Linked DNA regions of Sus scrofa: region 1 is linked to region 2. Evidence: chromatin contacts called from public HiChIP or PLAC-seq data. All regions are on one chromosome and are shown on one strand. The core of a region is the stretch at or near the end of the contact, and the rest is flanking DNA. Distances in the headings are between cores, read along the strand shown.

Region 1 (6,990 bases), core at 2,009-4,508, 320 kb after region 2:
GGAGATAAGACCTATCTGGCCCTTGGGATCTCTTCACCAAGCCCCATACTCACTGAGACATCACTCGAGACTGTTCTCCAAGGGAGAAGCTTCCCCGGTGGCAGAGGCCCCGTTCTCTCTAAAGGAAGGGATTGGGGAATATTGCTAGCAGAAACAGAGGGCCACTTCAGGCACACCAAGCCCCCTCCTCCAAAGATACTGTTCTTGCTACAGACAAAATACCCATACCCAGTAGTTCATCCCACCAAAGCCCAATGCAGGTTGGCTAAGAGTGTTCCAGTTCCAGCCCTTGTAGCTTCTGGCTACATTGATAGGGCTGCTGTCAGGCGGGCTAGAAGTGCAGAGGCCTACCTGGAGCAGCATTTGAGGAAAGCTGTGCTCCCGGGCTGCCCGTCTATGTCCTAGCCGCCCTGTGGCCAATTCCACCTGTGTCTTGATCTCACTGCATTCCAGGTCCCGGGTGTCAGGGGTGGCATCCACTGCAAATACCAAAGAGAAGTTTTGTTCTAGGTCTTCCAGCCCCAGAGGACAGTTACAGAGCTGTGCTCAACCCACTCAACATGGCTGAATATTCCGGGGCTGTGAAGATTCCCTCATCCCCTGAATTATCACATCTTTCTTTCAATTTTTGCCATAATTTTTGTGTGTGTGTGTGTCTTTTTAGGGCCACACCTGCGGCATATGGAGGTTCCCAGGCTAGGGGTCTGATTGGAGCTGTAGCTGATGGCCTACGACACAGACACAGCAACGTGGGATCCGAGCTGCGTCTGCAACCTACACCACAGCTCACGGCAACACCAGATCCTTAACCCATTGAGTGAGGCCAGGGACTGAACCTGCATCCTCATGGATGCTAGTCAGGTTCTTTAACCACTGAGCCACGATGGGAATGGCCATAAAAATTTTTATAAAAGGTTTTCTGATGAGGGTCTTTTTTTTTTTTTTTTTTTTGGCAGTGCCTGTGGCATGTGGAAGTTCCCAGGCAAGGGATCGAACTTGCACCACAGCAGCTACTCAAGCTGTTGCAGTGACAAAGCCAGATCCTTAATTCACTGTGCCATAAGAAAACTCCTCTGATGAAAGTCTTCTGATGTTGGAGTTTCAGTCTGCCCTTCCTCTTTTTTAATTTTTTTAAATTAAAGTATAGTTGATTTATGTCTTTCCTCTTACCAGGTGGGTTGTATCGGTCTCCGAGACGACCATCCCAGGCATTGTCATGCTCTTCCTCTGAGTCTGAGAGGGCCTGGATGAGTTGTAAATTTGCCGCACCTCCTCCCTGCACCAACCTCACTTGGCCTCTGTGGAGAGAGCCCCCATGATAAAGGGGAGTATCCCATCCCCAAATCAACCAAATTCAGAGTCAGTGGTGATGTTAGTTCTTAGACTACCTAGTCCTCAAACTCTCATTCTGTAGCCATTTTGAGGGTGGGGGCTGACAAGACCTTGGCTGTTATTTTCAGTCTCCTATAAGACACACTAGGCAATAAGTTCTCCATCTTATAGCAGGAGTAGAAAAACCCCGACATCACACGGGGTTAGCTGACTCCTCAGAGAGCTAAAAATTGAGAGCATTTCCTTCCAAGCCTCTGCCCAAGGAGTTCAGCATAGAACATGGTGTTCTGAAGGGACTCCCAAGGTTTTTTTCTCCCCAAGAAGCCATAGCTAAGAACCAAAGCCAGTTGCACCCCTTTCCAGTCAATTCCTGGTGGTCACTTCCCTCAAAGCAATCTTTCCTCAAAAACAGGATTAGAGTTAATTTAAACTTGTTTTTCCAGTAAATCCACATGGCCTCATATCATGTGTCAATAACTTCACTAAAGTTCAATACCCACCTTCCCAGCACTTTTCAACCCTCACATCATTCCTTTTCCACCAGGCAACCGCCCCCCCCATTTCTTATTTACGTGAAAAATAATCTACATTTGTGTAGTCATAACTAAAAAGACTCCCCTGAACAGTTCCCTCAAACATAAGAGCAAGTCATCTAGCTGACCCTCCCTAGGCAAAACCCACTCTTACTGGGTATGAAGCTGAGTGCCCTGAGTGTCCAGCAGGGAGGGATGTTCTGCTCAAACAGAAAGGTAGTCCTGGGATAATCCCACTTCCTATTATCTGTAACTTCCCTGATTGGAGCTGGGATCAAGGGACTGTGGTGGCGCCTGGTGGGGACACACCAGAGGGTAAGTTACCTGCGTAGGAGATAGGCCAGTACCTGGGCCAGATCCACATCTTCATCCTCCTCTTCCTCTTCCTCACTCCGACGCAGGCCAGCCCCTCTTCGGGGCAAGCCCTCGGAGGGGTCTCCGGACCCAGTTCCTGCACTGCTGCTGTTCCGTGATCCCATCTTCTGGTCACAGCATCCTTAAGTCCTGTGCAGGGACTCCTCCTGTCACCTCCTTGGGTTTGATGAAAGCAAACCCTGCTCTAGAAATACCAGGGTCTCCTGAGGTACGGCGGTAGCTATAACTAGGAAGGCTACACTTCTTAGGGACTGAGAACCCTTCTCCTTGGCCTGTAACAACTCCCAAAGCTTCGGGAACACAAACCTTTCCCAATCCTGTGAAGCAAAAAAAAACAGAGTGAAGTCTAGGGCGTGACCTTAGCTCACCAGTAAGAATCCTTTGAAGAGGAATTTCTCAGTTTTCTACCTCAAACTCACCTATCAAAGTCCCTGAGGGTGGGGTGGATTCCCAGGTAACCTCTCAGGCCGACCAATCAAAAACCCTCGCAGAAGAAAGCGCCTCATTAGCTTATCCCATCTAACCAATCAGAAGCCTTAGGACCCCCCGACGCCCCCCTTACCGGCCAATCAGCACACTCCCTCCCAAAAGCCGGCGGCAGCGACAACCAATGAAGTTAAAACTCCACTTAACCCCCTCCTTCCTCGCCTCACGCCCACGTGGTGTGCCAGGGATGTGTAAGCTAAGGGGGGTAGGCCTGCGAGAGACCACCCACCAGCCAGGAGAGGTCTCAGGACCCGCAGCGGCGCAAGGCCTTGTTTACACCGACTGCCCTCCGGCGTCGGCCAACAGCTCCTTCGTCACGCGCTTCCTTCGTCACGCATCTCCAGGCTCTGCCGCCGGCGGACTGCAACGTCACGCGACGCCCCTGACGGCCCCGCCCCCTTGGCCCGCTCACTGGACAGCTGAGAGCGGTGATTGACAGATGGGCGGGAGAAAGTGTGTGATGAGTGCTAGGGGAGGGGAAAGCGCGCGATCCAGGAGGAGCGGTCGCTTCTGGTTGGGAGGCGTTAAGTGCGGAACTGGCTGCTTCTTGAATCAGAAACAACGGAACTAGACCTCATGGGCGAGGGGCGGGGCTTACAAAAGAAGTTTGTGATTCGCTGCCCAGAGGTGTCTTAACAAGGGAAATAATTTGCTGTCAGTCCCTTAACAACATTTAGCTTCGCACTTTTCAGAGGATCTCTAAGGGGCCTCTCTTTCCTCCCCTAGGCACGACCCCCTCCCCCGCCCCCACTTCGCTCTCTAGCACTGCTTTTTTTCTCAGGCTGCAGCTTCAGCCGGTCCGGTCCTAAGCGGTGCGCGGCTCTTTTGGGAATGCGTTCGCGTCACAGATGCACCTAGGCCTTCACACCCTCCCTTCCGGGCGTAGCTTCCGGAAGCCTTGTTCTCTTGGGGACCGCCCTTTCTAGACCTTCCGTTAGTCACTCAGGCAACTTTTTAGATGACCCCTGGCTTCGCAGTCTTTGTAGACGCTCCCTAGTGCATCCGCGGGTCCTCACTGACCTTTCATTATGGTCAGTTCGCCTCTGATTCTAACCCTAACCCTAACCCTGGGAGGATTCGAAGACTTTCCTTAGACCCTCTGTCCTTGGGGCGCCTCTGCGCAGGACCAGGGTGTGCACGCGCGGCGCCTCCTACCCCCTCCTACCCCTTCCTCCGGGTTTATGAGTAACTCGGCAGAGTTCAAGGACGAGACTTGTGTACCTAGGGATCCTCGCCCAGGCTGGGGGGTTGTGGGTCGATTGACCGTGCTGGGCGCCTAGGCCCGGGGTCCAAGCTGCCTCTCAGTGCCCCCAGCCGGGACGCTTAATTAAAAGTGCTGCCCAGAGCCTCCTGAGGGCAGGAGGGATGAGGGAGGCGGGCTTTAATTTGGGCTCTCCTGGGGCTCACTCTCCCTGGGTAGGCGAGGGTGTGGTTATCCTTCTGGTGATACCCCTTGGTTTCTAGATCGCTAGATCAGAGCTAGCTTATTATCTCTGGTCACCAGGGCCAGCTTCATGGGTGTGCGACCTGTACAGAACCCACGCTTGGTTTAATGTTCTGTTATCACACTTTGAAATTCTTTTTTTTTTTTCTTCTGCTCTTTGGGCCGCCCCCCCCCCCCGACATATGAAGGTTCCCAGGCCAGGGGTTAAATTGGAGCTACAGCTGCCGGCCTACACCACAGTCACAGCAACGCCGGATCCTTTACCCCACTGAGTGAGGCCAGGGATCTAACAGGCGTCCTCCTGGATTCTAGTTGGATTAGTTTCCGCTGCGCCATGACAGGGAACTCCCCACAGAGCAATTATTGACCGTAGTAAGACACTGGAAACAAAAGATCCAAACGCACTGCTACAGGTTAAATAAATTATGGTTCATATGGTAGACACAGAAATACCAGGTAGCCATTAAAAATGACGTAGTCTTCTATTTTCATGCCTTGGGAAATTGTGCAAATTACATTTTTTAGGCTTAAAAAAGGTGGTAGATCTGCTGATATGTGGTGGATGCAAAAACAATATGGTTTCAGTTTTGCATTTAAAAATATAAAAATAGGCTCATATCATTAAACAAATAATAAAATGGAGAAGGCCTTTCATGAACTAATTACAAAAATACAGCGTGGGAGTTCCCATCCTGGCCCAGCAGAAAAGAAACTGACTAGTATGAGGAAGCAGGTTCGATCCCTGGCATTGCCATGAGCTGTGGTGTAGGTCACAGAGGTGGCTGGGATCCTTGTTGCTGTGGCTGTGGTGTAGGCTGGTAGCTACAGCTCTGATTTGACCCCTAGCCTGGGAACCTCCATATGCCACGGGTGCAGCCCTAAAAAGACAAAAGAAAAAAAAAAAGATACAGCATGAACAAAGAATTATGGTTAACACAGTTTGACCACCAGAGGTACATAGAAAACAAAGACTTTTGTTAAAATCTCAATAATGGATTTTATTTTTATTTATATTGTTGGGGCCCCACCCATGGCATATGGAGGTTTCCAGGCTAGCAGTAGAATCGGAGATATAGCTACCAGCCTACACCAAGCCAGAGCAATGCTGGATCTGAGCTGCGTCTGCGACCTACCCCACAGCTCACAACAAGGCTGTATCCTTAACCCACTGAGCGAGGACAGGGAATGAACCCAAAACCTTATGGTTCCTAGTCGGATTCATTTCCGCTGAGCCTCTTTCCTCTTCTCCTCCCTAGCTTACAGATCCTTTTAATGTACAAATCCAGCTTAAAACTCAATAAAATCTAAATCAAGCCTTTGAAATATGTAGCTTGTACTTTATTGAGTAAAACATTTAAAAGTCATGGTAAATGTTAAAAGGTTTTAAAAATCTGAGGTTTTTGTGGCCAAAACTTGAGTCTTTTTTTTTTTTTTTGTCTTTTGAGCACATTGGAGGTACCCAGGCTAGAGGTCCAATCAGAGCTACAACTGCCAGTCTATGCCAGAGCCACAGCAAAGCCAGATTTGAGCCATATCAGCGACCTACACCACAGCTCACAGCAACGCCAGATCCCTAACCCAGTGAGTGAGGCCAGGGATCAAACCCGCAACCTCATGGTTCCCACTCAGATTCGTTTCCTCTATGCCACGAAGGGAACTCCCAAAACGAGTCTTAACGTCAAATGCTAAAGAATAGAAGGTTTCATCTGGATTCATTGGTTGATTTTTGCATGTAAAAGATTTTTAAGCCTGTGAACTTGATTATATCGCTTGTGACTTACAATATTTTGAAAATATATATGAGTATTTATGTTAGGATATGTGTTCCACTGGAAGAAAAAAACTTTTTTTTTTGGTGGACCAAACCAGAGTCACAGCAGTGACAATGCCAAATCCTTCACTGCTAGGCCACCAAGAAACTCCAAAATGGCATATCTTTAAAAATAATTTTAATTAAGTCATTTTGATAAACTTTTTTGGCCTTCTCTGTCATGATTCTGGAATTTGGCATGTTGCTTGTTGACAATTTGTAAGTGCTTTTCATCTGGGCAGCCTCCACTCTCCCCAGCAACACTTAAAGCCATTTTTCTACTTTTAGCCCCCATTTTAGGCCTGGTTCTAGTAATTGCTTTGTAAATGTCAGCTAGTTGACTTCCTGTCTGACCTGCCTTTGGCTGTTTCCTGCTCATTAGCAACTCCACCAGGGGGCGGGCTCGGCTTGAGAGGAGGGAAGGGAAGGAAATTTTTCTTTCTCTGGCTAACCATGTCCTCCTTCTCCGGGGTCCCAGCTCCCAGAGAGGTGACTGCACAGAGCTCCTGGGACACGTGTACAGCTCCAGGCAATACAAGGGAAAATTCTGTGTTCTAAAGTGATTGATGAACTGATGACATATGTTTATCACTGTGTAGCATGCTGAGTGTAGAAGGAGAGGGGGAAGTACACTGATTTTCCCAGGACTTAAAATGTGTTGACTATAAAGCAATTGAGTAATTACAGAATTTCTAATACTCTTGTGTCTTGTATCCTTGGGAACCAGATTTTTTTTTTGTCTTTTTAGGGCTGCACCCGCAGCATATGGAGGTTCCCAGGCTAAGGGTCGAATCAGAGCTGTAGCCACCAGCCTACACCACAGCCACAGCAACATGGATCTGAGCTGGGTCTACAACCTACACCACACACACACAGCTCAGGGTAACGCTGGATCCTTAACCCACTGAGTGAGGCCAGGGATTGAACCCAAGTCCTCATGGGTAGTAGTTGGGTTCGTTAACTGCTGAGCCATGACGGGAACTCCAGGGAACCAGACAGAACTTTTTGAG
Region 2 (7,515 bases), core at 836-3,335:
AGAACCTTTGTAGTAAGAGCAGAAATGAAACCAAAACTCCAGACAAATAGAGTCCGGAAGTCCCTCAGAGCTCAGGGCCAGTGAGACAAACAAGGAGTGGAGATCCTTCCCAGCCCCTCCTCTCTTCTGCCCTCACTGGGGGGCAAGGGGGAGAGGGAGTCCTGGTTCCCCCCTCCCCCCGGGGGGAGGCCTGGGGGGGGAGGGTCAGGGAGAGGTGTTCACCTTGGCTCTGCTGGCGTTCTCCTTGGGGCCCTCCAGCTGCAGCCAGATGTGAGGGTTCTCGGGACAGTCCTTGGGGAGGACGCTCATCCCCACCCTGAAGATGCGTTCCACATGGGGCTGTTGCTCCCGCACCTTGTCCTCGGCCTCCGCAGACACGGCAAAGCGGTCAGGGGACGAGGAGCCAGCCCCCCAGGTAGGCATGGCTGCTTGGCCGCCCAGCCCTGTAAAGAGGGAAAGCAGCTCAGAGCCAGGATGTCCCTTCAACCCAAATCTTTGTTTCCTGGCCTACACCAGCTATCAACAGGTCCTCAGCCAGTTACCAAACTGGTAAACAACCCAGGCGGCAGCCAGCATTTCAGTCCACCTGGAGGGTAGGAAGGGGATGTCAGATTATCTGGACGCAAGGGCCTTCCTCCCGAAGACGAAGTCATGGATAAACAAGGCTGTCTCTCTGGGAGGGGTGTGTGGCCTCTGGAAAATGATAACCACAGCCGGGAGCAGGGTGGGGGGAATCCCGCTGGATCTGGAGGGCAGGAGTGGGACGGGTGACGAAAGAGCCCCTCTCCTCGGGGTCTCTGCGATCTCCCGGTCCAAGACGGCCTCTTAAAGACGAATCCTCACCAGGGCTTAAACTGGGCTGTCCTCTGGGGTCCCTTGTCAGCCATTTCCAAGGTTCTGGCCACTCCCACCCTTCGCCCTCCCTCCGCCGCCTGGTCCGCTGCACCCATCGGTCTCGCCACACTCCCCACGCGGGGCCCAGGGGCCGGGTTGGGCCCCGCCCCCGCAGCCGCTGGCGGCTGCCGCCCCCCGACTGCGCTCTGCACTGCGGCCTCTGGCTCCCGCGGTCCGGGCGCGGGGGAGAGCGCGCCTACCCGCCTCGCCGCCCTCTGCGGCCTCAGTCCCGCCGGCGCCGCTCGGTGCCCGCTGGCCCCAGCTTCGCCTGCGCCCCCGGCCCAGGGAAGAAGAGCTGGGGGCCCAAATCTGGGCGGGCCTTTCCGATTCCTCACCCAACGGGGACCTCTCTTCCCCACATCACGAACAGTTTTTTGAGTCACTTCCTGGCCCGGGGCGGAGCCAGCTCGGCCCCTCCCAGGGGCTAGGCCAGCCCTGAGCCCCAGCGCGCACCCGCTGGGACCAGCCGCAGGCTGCTCCTCGCCCCCGGGCCTGGCCCCGCCCCCGGCCTACCCGCCCCGCCCCGTCCCGTCCCGGGCCCGCCCACCCTCCCGCTCCAACTCCTAGACTCCCTGGGGGGTCAAGGTCTCCCGTTCCTCTGGGTTTTCAGCCGCTCCGCGCAGTTGTTTCTCAGGAATGAGGAACCACTCTTGGAGAGATGGAAGTGAAGGGGGCCTCGTCCCTTCGGATGAAGATATAGAAGACCAAGGAAAGGAAGAGACTGGCCCAGGGTCACGGAATAGTGCCCCTGTTCGCCTGCGCACTTTCCACCAAAACAGTTGTGGGGAAAACACTAGGATACTCCCTTTTCCAACAGTGGAAAAAATGCTGCTAAGCGGGCTGTTGATTTGTGAAGGATTTTAAAGAGGGGAGGAGTGAGCAGGAGGAAGGGGCTGTAGAATTGGTCTCACACATATGCACAAACACACACTCAGAATCTCACACAGTCACCCGTGTTCTTTGTCGCCCCAGTTCCAGCCTTCAGTGCTCTTGAGGGGGCTGCCCTGGGGATCTGGCTGAAGCCCTCCCATCTGGCTGCCTCATTTCTCCTCTCCCTCCCAGAGCCCAACTGCTGTCATTTTGTGCCCTGCCAAGGAGGAGGGACCTGCAGTGACAGCAGGAGAGGCAGGACAGAGTTGTGGGGCACGAGAGGGATGGAGATGCCAAGACCAGGTGACCATGAGTCCCAGAGAGAAGACTGAGAAGCAGGGTGAGGGGTGCTGAGAGTCTGTGGCAGAGGAGGGCAAAACCAAGGAGCAGAAAGAGGAGGCTTGGGGGTCACAGAGCCACTCAGCCATGCTGGGAGCAAAGCAACACTGGCCACCAGGTCCTCCACTCAGCCCTGGGCTGCCCTTGGCCCTGACTCTTCTGGTTCTCAGGGCCGGGTGGGCCCAAGAGGGGACAGAGCCAGTCCTCCTGGAAGGCGAGTGCCTGGTGGTCTGTGAGCCGGGCCGAGCTGCTGCAGGGGGTCCCGGGGGAGCAGCCCTGGGAGAAGCACCCCCTGGAAGAGTGGCATTTGCTGCAGTCCGAAGCCACCACCATGAGCCAGCAGGGGAAATCAGCAACGGCACGGGTGGAGCCATCTACTTCGACCAGGTAATCCCCCTCCCCTGCAAAGACCTGGAAGCACTGTCCAAGCCCGCTCTGCTGCTAAGGAAACAGCCCCTGCTGTGGCTGGTTGCCCCCAAGCCTGCTGCCCTTCTCCCTTCCCTTCACTCCCCCCATACCCTCCTTGACCTTTCTCACCATTTCTTTTGAACCCAGGCATTCCTCCTGTCCTGTCTGCTTGTCACCCCTTCCTTTCCTTACTCGCTGCCCCTTTCCCCAACCCCGTGGTTTCCCTGAGCCCCAGGCATCCCTGAGCCCTACTCAGCAGGGTCTGCTTCCCACAGGTCCTGGTGAACGAGGGCGGTGGCTTTGACCGAGCCTCAGGCTCCTTCGTGGCCCCTGTCCGAGGTGTCTACAGCTTCCGGTTCCATGTGGTGAAGGTGTACAACCGCCAAACTGTCCAGGTGACCTGAATACTAGGCCCTGTCCTATCTCCAACTCCTGGGGCGGAGGGCGGGGGGGTCAGGGTAAGAGGAGGGGAAATAAGTGGAGCCCAGCTGACCCCCAGGCAGACCTCCATTGACCTGTGTCCTGGGAGGCCAAGAGCAAGGGGGGAACGGACCTACCTAACAGAGCGTGTGATAGAGGTCCAGAGTCCAACATGGGCCACCCCGCAGCCCTCCCAGGTGGGTGCACTGTCCAGGTTCCCAGGTATTAGCGTGTCCCTCTGGGGCTGGAGAGAAGGGAGAAAGCCCTCAAGAGAGTGGGGTCCTGGGGCGAGGGGCAGGGACAGGTGCTAACTGGGCTTCCCTCTGCAGGTAAGCCTGATGCTGAACACATGGCCTGTCGTCTCGGCCTTTGCCAATGACCCAGACGTGACCCGGGAGGCAGCCACCAGTTCTGTGCTACTGCCCCTGGATCCTGGGGACCGGGTGTCTCTGCGCCTGCGTCGAGGGAACCTACTCGGTGGCTGGAAATATTCGAGCTTCTCTGGCTTCCTCATTTTCCCACTCTGAGGGCTGAAGCTTTTCAAAGACAGAAATCTAGCCCCTGACCTCTGCCCTCTACCCTTTCCTGCCCCAGAAGCAGTCTCTTTAGGGCAGGAGAAAGACTCCCTCTGGCTGCCTTTATTCCACTGCCTTGCATGGGACCCTGTGCCAAACATCCAAGGTGAGGAGTAGAGCTGCAGTGTCTTGGGACCTGTCCCTCTTACCCCACCCCCACAGTTGCCTCCCAGCCTCCCACTGCCTTGATTTCTGCCTGCAGCCCTAGAATCAGAGCAAGATTTTCCAGGGAGGGAGGCGTAGACTACTTTGCAGTCTCTGCTTCCTGTCCTCCACCCCCAACCCAGCTTCCCGCTCAGTGCTATTTGGGAACAGGTGGTACAGGTGAGCCTGACAGGCCCCTACAGGGGACCAGATGGACCAGCTTCAGCATATCCGGCAGGCTCCTTCCTGTGAGGAGTGCCAGCATCACAAATCATACTCAGAAGCTGAGCCAGCACTGCGAGGACTAGGGCCAGAGGCTTAGCCACCAGCAGATGCATGGTAAGGGCCACAGAGCAGCCCAGAGCCTGTAGCTGGTAAGGCAGGAAGGGGGCGTGCCCTCAGCCTGAACATGGTACACATTTTTTTGTGTACATTGGAGCCACCAGCAGATAGTGAACCCCAGGCATTTATCTGTGCCAGATCCCAGGTGGACTCTGCCCCTCACCTCCCCATCCAAGACATGGATATATGTTTGCTTTGGCAGAGAGCAGGTAAACAGAGCTTCCTTTGGCAGCTGGAGGTGGAGGCAGGTCACATGTGGGCAAGTATAGATCTCCAGGCCATGGAACACATCAATGCCTGTGGCCGCCTCCTAGAACTGCTCCATCTATGTAGTCGGAACTTTCATCACTCCATGCTCTCCCCATCACCTCCTTCCTCCCAGCTCTCTCAGTGACCTTCACTGTAGCTGTTCTACACTGACCTGCAACGTCTCCTCTTTCTCTTAATTTGTGCCGTCTTAGTCTCCTTCCTAAACTTCCTATTACCTTGGATGCCATGATTCATCCCTTCAGCCACTCTCCTGCCAGTATTAAAAAACTTGTGTCACCTCTCTGTCCCATTGGCCCAGCATGGATGAATCTATCAATAAAGTAATTAGAGAATGATGGTCAATGAGACCCTATAGGATCACTAGAGAGAGAAGATGCCATCACAATTGGGTTCAGGGGTTACAAGAGACCAGCAGGTATATGTTGTAGAGAAAATAAATGTAAATTCATATGTTAGAGTCAAATTTAAAAAAAAGGATTTGGTAGTACTTGAGTTAAAGAGGAAATACCAATGTGAGTTTGTGGTTTCCAAAAGAAATAACTTTTTCAAATTTTGTCACTAAAGTAGTGTAGGAACAACATCAGGAAAAATCTAATATGCATTCTTAGCACCTGGATCTTTGCCTCAACTATTATTCACCTTTAAAAGGACTCACGGTCCCTTGGAGAATAGCTCATCATAAATAACTCTAGGCTTGGAACATACTATTGAAGACAAAAATCAAAGATATTTTTTGAATGTAAGGGGTAGAGCTGAGAAGGCATTTCTTGGGCCACTCCTGCGGCATATGGAGGTTCCCAGGCTAGGGGTCGAATCGGAGCTGTAGCCGTTTGCCTACACCAGAGCCACAGCAACACAGGAACCGAGCCACATCTGCAACCTACACCAACGCCGGATCCTTAACCCACTGAGCAAGGCCACGGATCGAACCTGCAACCTCATGGTTCCTAGTCGGATTCGTTAACCACTGAGCCACGATGGGAACTCCAAAGAAACCATTTTAATAGACTTCCACAAACTGACATTTTATGACAATTGGATAATCAAAAGAAAAATGATATAGTTAATTGGAACAAGGTGATTTTTTTTGGCTGCACCCATGGCATGCAGAAGTTCCTGGGCCAGGGATCAAACCCTTGCCACAGCAATGACCCGAGCCATAGCAGTGACAAAGCTGGATCCTTAACCCACTGAGCTGCCAGGGAATTCCACAAGGTGAATTTTTAAAAGCCATGTCTCTGTTGTGATTTTCAAAAGGAAAAAGTAACTATACAATGTGCAAAAAGGTAGTTAATACACTGAGTGAAGAAGTATGACTATTATAGGATATTTTTTAATTAGTTTTGATAAGTAGAAGAGTATAAATATAGTAGATAATTTATCTATTCATAAAGTGCATTTATTTGTCTTTATCTGCATAAGTAGGAAGGGGTGGATCCAGAGAGCTGTGAGTAATTCCAGAAAAAGTTGGAACTGCACCAAAAATGAAAGAGACTGATTGGCACCATCAGGTCAAATAATACAACTAGGAAGAAAGTCCAACAACTTGTTACATGATGATAAATTAGTCAAACTTCCAGAAGCTAACTGCTCACTCCTTAAACTTGATCCTTCACTTCTTGGAAAAGGGAAACTTTATACTACTACCCTACTAATTACAAAGAGATTACAGTAACAGAAAAACCCAAAATAATAATGGCTTAAACAAGGTGGTAGGTTATTTCCCTCTCACACAGAAGAATCTGCAAACAAAGAGTCCAGGGAAGGATGGCAGTTTGATGATCATCAGCCTGGCTTTCTTTATTGCCACCTCCTGACCCAAGATAGCCCCAGCCATTGCATCAACCTTATAGCCCCAAGGAAGGAGGAGGGACTGGCACACCCATTTCCTTTTAAAGAAGCTTTCTGAAAGGTACACCCAACAGTTCTATTTGCATCTCAATGGCCCGAATTTAGTCCTAGCTGGCCACACCAGACAGTGGAGACAGGCTAGGGAATAAAGTCTTTATTCCAGGCAGCCACGCTCAGCTAAAAGTCAGAAGAAGAAAAGATTGGATATTGGGAAAAACAACAAGATTGAGGATGTTTGTAAAAATGCAAATGAGGTAGATAAATTTGAAAATAATGTCAGTAAAGTTATTGTATTAGCTTTCTATTGTTGCATAACAATTACCACAAAGTTACTGCCTTAACACAACTTTGACCTATTTAATATCTGTTTCTATAGGTCAGAAGTCCAGCAGAGCATGATTTGATTCTCTGCTTAGGGTTTCATTAGGTCAAAAGCAAGATGTAGGTAGTAGCCCTGCCTTCTTTACTGAAGTGGAAGAATGCCATTACATCAACCTTATAGCCCCCAGGAAGGAGGAGGGAAGGGCACACCCATTTCCCTCTTGGGTCAGGAGGTGGCAATCATGAATAAAGAATTCACTCAGCATTCATTTCCTTATGGTTGTAGGACTGAGTTTCCTGGCCTCCAGCCTTTGGGTCAATAGTGTCAGGCCAAGTCCTTCTAACAGTTTGAACCTCTCCAACCTAGCTTTCAGCCACATCTCTGACTTTTAAAATTCTCAAATTTAAGGTAATTAGATTGGGCCCACATGGATAAATCAGGATAATCTCTCTGTTTTGAGACCCATAACTTTAATTGCATATGAAAATGTCTCTTTACCATTAAACACAACATATTCGGTGGCTCCAGGGAGTGGGCATAGACATCTCTGGAACATCTGCATATCATAGTCCTTAGACCTAAAAATGACAGGAGATCCTGTTGTGGCTCACTAGGTTAAGAACCTGACTAGTATCCACGAGGATGTGGGTTCAATCCCTGGCCTCACTCAGTGGGTTAAAGTATTTGGCATTGCCACAAGCTGCCTTATAGTTCGCAGACAGGGCTCAGATCTGGCATTGCTGTGGCTGTGGTGCAGGGCAGCAGCTGCAGCTCCGATTGGTCCCCTGGCCTGGAAACTTCCATATGCCAAAGATTCAGCCAAAAAAAAAAAAAAAACCCACAAAACTTAAAGACATCATTTTAAAAAAGAGGCATCCAGTTACATTACACTAATTCATGGAAATGAATGGAAAAGGTACTGGAAAATGAAAATTCCGGTGATATATAAGATAAGCACTGGCTCAGATATTCAACATCTTAAAAGGTAAAGCAGGTCCCAACCAAGAACTCATTGAGTAATAATTCAAAACCTCATCTACACTGAGATACTATTCATCTTTTGTCTATCCAGACTCAAAA

Evidence for each region. HiChIP or PLAC-seq counts read pairs in DNA pulled down with a chosen protein or histone mark.
Region 1: an H3K27ac HiChIP or PLAC-seq map of alveolar macrophages shows a contact between it and region 2. The contact joins the promoter of DCAF11 here to the promoter of CBLN3 in region 2. A contact is called at or near these places in 1 of 47 Hi-C or Micro-C datasets (skeletal muscle) and 1 of 2 datasets of contacts at active chromatin or transcription factors (alveolar macrophages).

The regions. Positions count from the first base shown.
Region 1 is chr7:75,177,879-75,184,868 of Sscrofa11.1, forward strand. It overlaps DCAF11 (DDB1- and CUL4-associated factor 11), which reads right to left and starts at 3,259. Exons shown (of 15, transcript XM_001928359.5): 1 at 2,660-3,259; 2 at 2,190-2,557; 3 at 1,171-1,298; 4 at 352-479; 5 at 54-118. The coding sequence starts at 2,344.
Region 2 is chr7:74,863,846-74,871,360 of Sscrofa11.1, forward strand. It overlaps CBLN3 (cerebellin 3 precursor), which reads left to right and starts at 2,086. Exons shown (of 3, transcript NM_001112680.1): 1 at 2,086-2,490; 2 at 2,787-2,906; 3 at 3,261-4,598. The coding sequence starts at 2,191. The coding sequence ends at 3,458. It overlaps KHNYN (protein KHNYN), which reads right to left. Exons shown (of 8, transcript XM_021099195.1): 2 at 223-443.